3 separate regions of the Mus musculus genome follow, and regions 1 and 3 are each linked to region 2. Evidence: chromatin contacts called from public Hi-C and Micro-C data. All regions are on one chromosome and are shown on one strand. The core of a region is the stretch at or near the end of the contact, and the rest is flanking DNA. Distances in the headings are between cores, read along the strand shown. Region 1 holds the start of Ncbp1 (nuclear cap binding protein subunit 1). Region 2 holds the start of Shb (src homology 2 domain-containing transforming protein B). Region 3 holds the start of Pax5 (paired box 5).

Region 1 (2,901 bases), core at 70-2,569, 610 kb after region 2:
ATATATTAAAATCCTTTCTTGGAGGACTCTTCCAAAGTCTTACTCTGGATAATCTGTCCTCAATAGCAAAGGATGAGTGATAATTTGTACCACTCGCCCTTTGCTATTAAGTCCGTCAGACTACAGTACCTGTGATCATTCCTGAGAGGGTCACTTAGGGCTTCAGTATCCTGAACACCGTCTCGTTGTCCCATGTACAGACGGTGACAAATGTTAATTAATACAATATAGTACTTGCTGAATGAAATAAAGCAAGAGTTGAGGAGTCAGAGAAATAACTCTGTAGGTCCCTGACAGTTAGTCATGTAAATTTCAGAGCAGAGACCAACAGATAAAGAAAATAAGTCTTGATTCCTAAAATGTGAACAAGCTGGACTTTAGCAGAAGAACATGGTGGTTTACACACAATGACGGGAACAGAACCCAAGAAGCCATAGTTTGGAATTCGCAGTGGAAATTCCTGGAAAGATGGATTGCTTGCATGTACGAATAAATAAATGAAAAGAATAGAAAAACGATAATCTTTAAAATAAACAAAGAGAAGTAGAGCCGGAAAGATGGCAAGATGGCTCACTGGTTAAGAGTGCTTACTGCTCTAGCAGAAGACCCGGGATTCAGCACCCCCACCCCGCTCCCGCGCACTCTCCTCCTTGCTCACAGAGAGTCTGAAACTCCAGTTCCAGGATGATGTACAGACTTACAAATACATAAAATATTGCTTTAAGTCTGTGAAGAGTTTTAAGCATAGTAAATAAGTTTGACTAGACTTGCTCTCAGAGTATAGCAGGCAGTGTTAGTGGATAAACTGTAACACAGGAAGTGAAGGAGCTAATGACTCCTCCCTAAATTCTTGGATTTAAGCAAACTACCGAAACGGCCATTTACTGTAACAGGTAAGACTGAAGGAAAAGTTTGGGCTAGACCATGGACAAGACAGTTTGGTGTCCATCACAGGGCAGAGGACGTCCACATACTGTACACGTGCAGAGGAATAGAACAATTGGAACCACACCGATCAGTAGCTGGGGCGTCCGTCAGCTGGGAGAAGTAGGCAGTAGGACTACAGTGAGCAGATTCAGCCGGACGGGCCTGGATTCCCTACCGCTGAAAGTGGCTTGCCCTCCTCCCCGCTCAGGTCTCCCGAGGCGTCTACAGCGGGATGGCGAGAGAGAAAGAGAGAACACCTACCCGCAAACCCTAGGCCTTTCCTGGGTCTCCCTTCACCAACTTGGCGCTGCTCCCCGCCCTCGAGCCCACGCCCCCCGGCGCGCGCGTGCGCAGAGAGTCCCTGAGCCGTCACCTTTCTCCGGAAGTCTCCTAAGTCGTCGGCGCAGGGGCCGCCGGGAAAATCCCGCCGGGCCTGTATAAAGCCGAGGCGGGATCGCTGCGGCCCGGATAATTTAGCTCGCTGTCCAGAAGGGCCCGGGGTGGAAAGCCGGAGGAGGCGGCCGCAATTGGACTTGCAGACGCCGGCCTTCCACTGCGGAGCCCATCCGGTGCCCCTCTGCACGCGCTTCCGGCAGGCGTCGTAAGCGAGTGCGCCTGCGCGCCGCTCAGTCCGCGCGCCTCGCCGCTGACCGCGCACCGGCCGGCCGGCAGCCCGACGGTTCTGGGGTTGCAGGCGGCTAGCAACTCAGATCGGCTGCGCACCAGCAAGCAGCATGTCGCGGAGGCGGCACAGCTACGAGAACGATGGTAAGTGCTCTCGGCCTGGCCACTGCGTCCGGGTGAGAACCGAGGCCGGGCTCGCCTTCAGTCTCCCGGGAACGGATAGGAATCCTTTCTCCCCGGGAGGGCTCGGGGAGCCCCAAAGGGAGGCTGCTGGCTCGGTTGTGGATAGTGGCTTCGGGAAAGCGACGGCCTCCCTGCTACCCCATCTCCTTCAGTCATGGGAAAGGAAGGCCTGGTGAATCCCGTGAGCAAATCCGACCTGGGGTCCCGCGACACTGAGGACTTAATCCCTCACTACTGATCATGGAAACCGCACGTGTGTCTGTCTGCTGCTGCCTCTTAGGATCACTTAGTGGAGGAGATATATCTAGTGGACCAGTGTTTTCCTTTTAGCCCTCCAGGGTGTACTTGGAAAGGACCCTGGGAAGACAGGAAAAGAACAAAGCTATGACAGAGGTCGGATGTATTGCAATCTGAGCCCTTCTCCTCCACCTGCCACCCGCTGATTCCCCTCTTTTAGGCTTCAAAAAAAGAATACCAACACCCCAGAGGTCACTAATAAACAGGCACGGGGTGTTTTGTTGGATTGGCTTTAAGCATATTTCCCTTATAAGAAAGTGCAGGAAAACCCGAGCAGATTATTAATTCTCATGTCAGTTTTGATGGTCGCCGGCAAGGACGTCGTTGTGTTGCCATAAATTTTGTTTTGTTGCACCATTATTGCCTTTCAAGAACACACTTGGAGCTGTTAGTGTTAGGTCCAAAGGGTTAAGGCAAGAAAAAACTTTAGAACCGAAGGGTTTAGGTTCGAAGCTCGACATCTCGATTATTTACTATGTGATCTTGTCAGGGTCATATGACTTCTTAAACCTAAGCGTGGACTGTGGATAATACTAAGCCATTTGGTTTCTACGGGGGGCTAAATGAGATATTGTGCTCACCAGTAGTTCATGATGATGTTTATTTTGTCAACTGCTAATGTCTCAGAGGTGATACACACAGATAAATGCTGACATCGTTGAGAAAAAAAGCCCTCCCTCCCCCAAGTTTAATTGGGTTAGCTTCCTCCCTTGGAATGTTAAGACAACCAAGCGAATCCCATATAGTGGAGCCCCAGGTTTCTGCCAGTAGTACCTGAGAGAATGTCCTAATACATCAGGAGTGCCGACTTGCTAAACAGTTTCCTAGCTTCTGTGCTTGCAGTGGAGTAGGAGGCAGTAGAACAGTGGA
Region 2 (2,838 bases), core at 219-2,718:
AGACGGGGTGCTCTCGCTCTGGCTCTGGGATCCGCAAGGGTGCGTTTGGGGAGCAGGAACCAAAGAGTCGGAGTCTAATCACCATCTGGCAAAATGAGCGCTGTAGCCTAGACCCCAGGATGCCAGAGCAAAGTTGATGCAAGGGATGGGAAACGTGGCAGTGCCTCAGTTCCCCAAGCGCACCAATAGCTTTGGAGCTTACCTTATCTTTCTGACCAGCTCCGGTCTCCTCGGCGGAGCACTTGTTGAGCAGTTTTTTGCCTCCGCAGGTCGTCGGGCTCCAGGTACGGCCGCCAGAGCACACGCCTCCCGGAGGGTCCCCCGCAGCGCTCGCGCTCTCCACTTTGATGAGTCGGTGCTTAGGGGAGATGTAGCGCACCTCCGCCGGCGTCGTCGGCCGCCGCTCGCTGCTGCTGCGGTAGAGGTGCGGGGAGCCGGAGGATGAGGACGAGGACGCGGCGGCGCCCGCTCCCGCCGCCGCGCAGCAGCAGCCCGCAGCTCCCGCTGCCGCCGTGAAGGCGCGCTGGCCCCCGCCGGGGTCCCCGCCGCCGCCGCCGCCGCAGTAGTCCAGGCGGCACATAGCTCGCAGTTTGCGCAGCGACGAGCCCGGCCCGTTGTACGGGTCCTCGAAGTCGCGCTCCTTCTGCGCGCGGTAGGCGCGGATGAGGTCACTCGTGCTGCCGCTGTCGTCGGGCAGAGAGCCCGACGAGGCCGAGAAGCAGGCGGCGGCCGACCCACAGGACGCCGAGGACGCCGAGCAGGCCTGCGGCACGGCCTGCGGGGGCTGCTCTCGTCGCTCGCCCCGGCGCCGCTGCTCCCGGTAGTCCGGCCTCGGCGGCTGCGGCGGACTCTTAGTCTTGCTGTTGCCCAAGCTGAAGTACTTGTTCAGCCACTTGGCCATGGCGAAGGGCCGCCTAGGGCCGCGGCGCGCGAGCCCGGTCCGCCGCCGCGGCCATTCGGGGGACAACGCTGTCGCCCAGTCCCGCAACGCCCCTGCCCCGGTGGGGGGCGTGCGGGGCACCGGTCGCCAAGTTCAAGTTCTCGCAGCCGCCGCCTCCTGCCGGCCGCCGCCTGGCTCCGGCCGCTGCTGCACAGCCCTCCGCCCCTGCCGCGCGCCGACCGAGCTTTGGATCTCGCGCCCCGCACAGACGTGTCTCATAGGGACCCGGGCCGCCTAGAGCGGAAGGCCAGGCGCCCCCCGCCGCGCACGCCCGCACCCAGCGCCCCCACCCTCGCGGAGCGCGCCCCTGCCCCGTGCGAGCCGCGGCCAGCTGCGGGCTTCTCGAGTGCACGGGGGCGAGCCCGGCCCCACTGCGGGTCGGAAAACAAGCGAACGAATGAGGGAGGCGGCCGGCGCCTGGCGGAGCCCGCGCGCCCCTGCCCGTCCCGGCGGCGCCTGGCTCTGCCGCTGCCTCTGCTGCCGCCTCCCGAGCCGCCGCGTGTGTGACACTCGGCCGCCAGAACCCGCCCAGCGCCGCGGCCCCGCCCCTTCCCGCAGGCCCCACCCCTCCGCCAATGCCACGCCCCTCCTAGGCCACGCCCCCGCGTGCAGCCAGGAACCTCCTCACGACTGCACGAGCCACCTCCTGCGGCCGCCTGGGCGCCAGCTCCGGGGTCCTGCCCTAGGGCGCCCGCGTCCTGCGGCTTGGCAGGCCGTGCCTCCCTCCAGCAGGGACTGCGGCTCTTTGAAGCCAAAGCAGTCAGCACAGTCCCTGGGGGCCCACGCGCCGTGCACTCTAGGAATGGATGTCCACCATCGAGGTGGTAGGCAGGCTGGACTAACGCACGACCTCTAGTTGACCGAGAGGACCATGCAGAGGAGATGCCCTAAAATGAGAGAGTGGCTGTCCCTCTTCTCTTTAAAGGGACAGAGACTCCGGTTCAGCTTTTCCGGCGCCGGGTCTTCGGAAAAACTCTTTATGCTAATGAGTGTATTAGCAATCCAGATGACGGATCCGGACGGGATAGGCGGCTGGGACCAGGCGGGGCACCAATCCCTGAGCAAGGCTAAGGGGAGGTCGGACTGTTTGCTTACCTTTTCACCTTCTAGGAAGTGGGGCTTTAACCCTGTTCACTGCCAACCTAGTGGAACCAGCTATGTAAACATTTAACGCTTAAGGTTGCCGGAGCTGGCGAGACTCTATTTAATCCAGAGACAGTTTTCCAGATGGAGAAACTGAGGCCCCGAGGTAGATTATACATGGATGACTAGGATCTGGTGGCACTGTGATGATGTAACTTAAGACAATGGAGTTATTATCCAAACGTGAGGAAACCCAGGCCAAAGGGGGGTAGCTTTCTGAGTCTGCTCTCAGAGGGGGTAGCAGGAGCCTTGTCAAGAACAAAATACTGCCTGAAAATGAAATAAGATATCTGCCTTCTAGATGTTAGATATGTTTGGAAGTTCTATTTGGCCAGCCCCACCCCCCATCCCCCTTGAGTACCTCTGAGCTGAAACCGTCCTTCAGAATGGTGATTTGCCAAAATAACACACTGTGACCGTAATTTCACCTGTCACCTGTACATTATATATAGGTTGGACACACTGTTTTTCCTGTGTCCTGTAGGAACAGTAACCTATCGAAGTAGAGAGCAAATCCAGGATCTGCTAGTACTGGAGGTCAGACTCTCATCCTGAGACTTCGGGACCTGGTAAGGCACAATGTGACCTCTTCCAAACTCTCCCTGCGACCTACCAGACTCAGGCTCCAGCGACACCACACTAGAAAAAGGCAGACCCATGACTCCGAAGGCTCCAATCTATCTGCTCAGCCCCACGTAGTCAGACTACTTGCCTCTCTCGTTCCCTAAGACCACTTGAATTTCCCAAACCCCACT
Region 3 (3,008 bases), core at 179-2,678, 820 kb before region 2:
GCTCACATACCCACCCACTTGTGCTCTCCTTCATTGGAGCAGCACCCACAGGACAAAGCCTGAGCATACAGTGTGACATATATACACACACAATGTCAGAGGCTAATCTAGGTGACAGCCTAAAGGCAAGGGATTGGAGTGTGTGTGTGTGTGTGTGTGTGTGTGTGTGTGTACACTGTCAAAATGTCATCAGTAGTCCACAGACTGTTCTTACCTACCAAAGTTGTGCTTGCTGTAGGAGACCCTTGTACACAAATGCTAAATGCAACACTACACTAATGAGACAGTGCACACTGCACAGTGAGAGCTTAATTGCCCTGAATTCACATCACTTTTGATTCTATCTCTCAATATTATAAGACTTAGGCCTGGCAGCACATGTGTTGTATACTATACCCCTAGTAGGCCCCAGAGCTATACCAGTGCTAGAGACAAGCACTTTTGTATGTATTGGTATGTACACATTGGGCAGCTGTTGACATCCAAAAATGGAGGGGTCAGAGAACCACCTCTTTCTTACTTCCAAAATCACTTGGGATATAGAGATGACCAGACCTCTTAAGCAGTAGATGTCCAGTGAGTGAGATGCTTATCAAACTATATACACAGAATTTACACAAACACACATCTTGGAGTCTTAAAAAGAACGCACACAAACACTAACTCATAAACACATGCTAATATGCTCAAGGCAAGATACAAGCTAGTAAAGATGCCAACAGGCGTACAAACTCAAACTGAACACCTATTTGGGGTAACACAAACTCCTGCACACATTGATCTCCTCAAGTGAGCACACAGATCCAAACTTGAACATCTCCAGATTAACACCAACACAAGTATCAGAAACAGAATCAAACAAAACCAAAGAAAACAGGCCTCCTTGAAGACACCTTGACGGACTAGTGAAAACCATGTGAACGCACTGTAGAAGGACAGGCCTTTTCCTGAGAAAACTACACACACACACACACACACACACACACACACACACAAACACACACACCTTTCTTCTTGCATGGATATTAGCATGGATACTAGCACTGGGTAGTGTCCCAGAGTAAGCATGGATGAATCCCGTTTCGCGGTGTTCCTACCTGTCCTGATGGTCCGAGGAGTCGGGTAATTTTTCTCTAAATCCATTTCGATATTTCAGGACTTGATGAAATGGACAGCGAGGAAAAGTTTCCACTTTTTTTGGGGTGTCTTTTTTCCTTTTCTTTCTTTTTTCTTTTCTTTTTTCTTTCTTTGTTTTATTTTCTTTTCTCCCTCTTTTTCTTTCTTCCTTTCCTCTTTCTTTCTTTCTTTCTTTCTTTCTTTCTTTCTTTCTTTCTTTCTTTCTTTCTTTCTTTCTTTTTTTTGGTGCTGGGGCCCGCTCACAAGTCGGAATAATTGAAGCCTTCCGCTCCCCCGCCGAGCTGGGGTAGCTGATCACTGAGCTGAAACTAAACGTTTTAGGTGGAAAAAAAGCGTCCGAAGGCACCGTGAAATGATTAAGGAACTAAAGAGCTTCTCGCCATGTGAGATCATGTCCTGTTCTCGCCAACATCACAAGATGTCCCCAGACACGTCGCGCCCCCGGCGCACCGCCCCGCACTGCGGGCCAAGAACCAGGGAAAGGGTGTCAGCTCTGCGGCCTGCCCAGCGTGCCAGACGGGGCGGACCAGGCCTGGCCGAAGGTGTGCAAGAGGCCCAGAGAGCAGCAATGCCGCCTCGGTGCCGCCTTGGACTTTTATAGGGGGTTGGGGGCAGGGAAGGAAAGATTCAGACTGCGCCCGGCCCGGCGTTAGTCGCGCGCCTAGGGGAAGGAGAACCTGAGTCACAGGGTCGTACCCGCTTCCAAACCTGTGTCTGGGGGTCGCGGCCCTGTGCGCTTTTGCTCTACATGTAAACTCTGCTTTGTGAGGGCCAGTAGGCCCATTTTTTTATTTTAAAGAAAGAACAATTCTGCCAAGCAAGTGGTTTTGAACCCTGTACTAGCACAATTGTCAACCACAGGGGATGCTCCAGCATCCTCAGATTCACCCCTAGGGCGGCGCCCGCCCTCGGGGTTCCCAACTACCCCACCCCCAACTCAATTGCAACCTCCATAGGTCTGCTGGGCTCATCTTCCAGGGCAGCTTCAGATCACTACAGTATCTAGGTCCCATTCAGCCACCAGGTCCCAGATCTCCCCTTTAGAACTCGACCCTTTTTACCCCAGAGCCCAGAGGTTCAGCGGAAAGCTGCTGATAAAACCCGGTCCTCTGCTTTTGGAGCACCCGGGCCAAGCAGAACCATCCTAGCAGGCTCGGAGAACAGGCAAAAATTCTGGACACCTTACCCAGGCCCCTAAATGGAATCCCACTGCCCTCGGGCCAAGAGACCTTGTAGCATCCCCGAGTTCCCAGACTTGATTTTCCAGAGAGAAAATCGGTTGCAGAGGAACTAGGTAAAGGTGTGGTGTCCAACCTCGCTCCCTGCCGTCCGAGCTCAAGCCTCCTCTACTCTGCTCCCTCCCCAGTCTGAATTCCAAGCGGCTGGGTTTGGCCGCGAGAAGCCTATAGAGCCCCGTTGCGGGGGTGGTCGCAGGGGAAGGTTCTCCAGGGCGGGTGAGCGCTCTAGGGCCACTGGACAATGGCAGTTTCGGAAAGTGAATCGCTCTCCGAGAGTGTTTGTTTGATTTTTTTTTTTTTGGAGGGGGGTGGTCACGAGGCTGGGCTGCAACCTAGGGGAGAGAGCCTAGAGTTCGAGGATAGGGGGAGGGGTCAGTGGGCACCGGACATCGCAAATTCACTGAGCAGATTTCGCCACAATTGGAAACGTGGCTGTGGATTCCCGGGAGTCCCCCACCCCCACCAAGTAGTCTGCGTAGTCCCCTGTGCCACCCCTCCCTGCAGCCTGTGGGTCCGGGTCTCATCTGCGGTTTGATTTTTGGCGGTCCTGGAGCTTTAGACTGTCGTCTGCGTCCGGGCCTCTGCTCCCGCTTCCCGCCCTTCCGCCTCGCGGGTGCCGGGAAGCAGCGCTGC

What was found. A called contact is a pair of places that touch in the nucleus more often than the background predicts.
Region 1: a contact with region 2 is called in a Hi-C map of CD8 T cells, with 4 times the contacts expected there. The contact joins the promoter of Ncbp1 here to the promoter of Shb in region 2. A contact is called at or near these places in 2 of 39 promoter capture datasets (the 3T3-L1 cell line and hippocampal neurons), 7 of 484 Hi-C or Micro-C datasets (CD4 T cells, CD8 T cells, cortical neurons and 3 more) and 4 of 115 datasets of contacts at active chromatin or transcription factors (extraembryonic endoderm stem cells, fetal liver, microglia and 1 more).
Region 3: a contact with region 2 is called in a Micro-C map of embryonic stem cells, with 5 times the contacts expected there. The contact joins the promoter of Pax5 here to the promoter of Shb in region 2. A contact is called at or near these places in 3 of 484 Hi-C or Micro-C datasets (all in embryonic stem cells).

The regions. Positions count from the first base shown.
Region 1 is chr4:46,137,192-46,140,092 of GRCm38.p6, forward strand. It overlaps Ncbp1 (nuclear cap binding protein subunit 1), which reads left to right and starts at 1,320. Exons shown (of 23, transcript NM_001033201.3): 1 at 1,320-1,695. The coding sequence starts at 1,662. Tstd2 (thiosulfate sulfurtransferase (rhodanese)-like domain containing 2) reads right to left here and starts at 1,284. Exons shown (of 10, transcript NM_173033.3): 1 at 1,189-1,284.
Region 2 is chr4:45,529,360-45,532,197 of GRCm38.p6, forward strand. Shb (src homology 2 domain-containing transforming protein B) reads right to left here and starts at 1,469. Exons shown (of 6, transcript NM_001033306.1): 1 at 203-1,469. The coding sequence starts at 901.
Region 3 is chr4:44,709,266-44,712,273 of GRCm38.p6, forward strand. It overlaps Pax5 (paired box 5), which reads right to left and starts at 1,429. Exons shown (of 10, transcript NM_008782.3): 1 at 1,098-1,429. The coding sequence starts at 1,143. RefSeq lists a promoter at 1,661-3,008.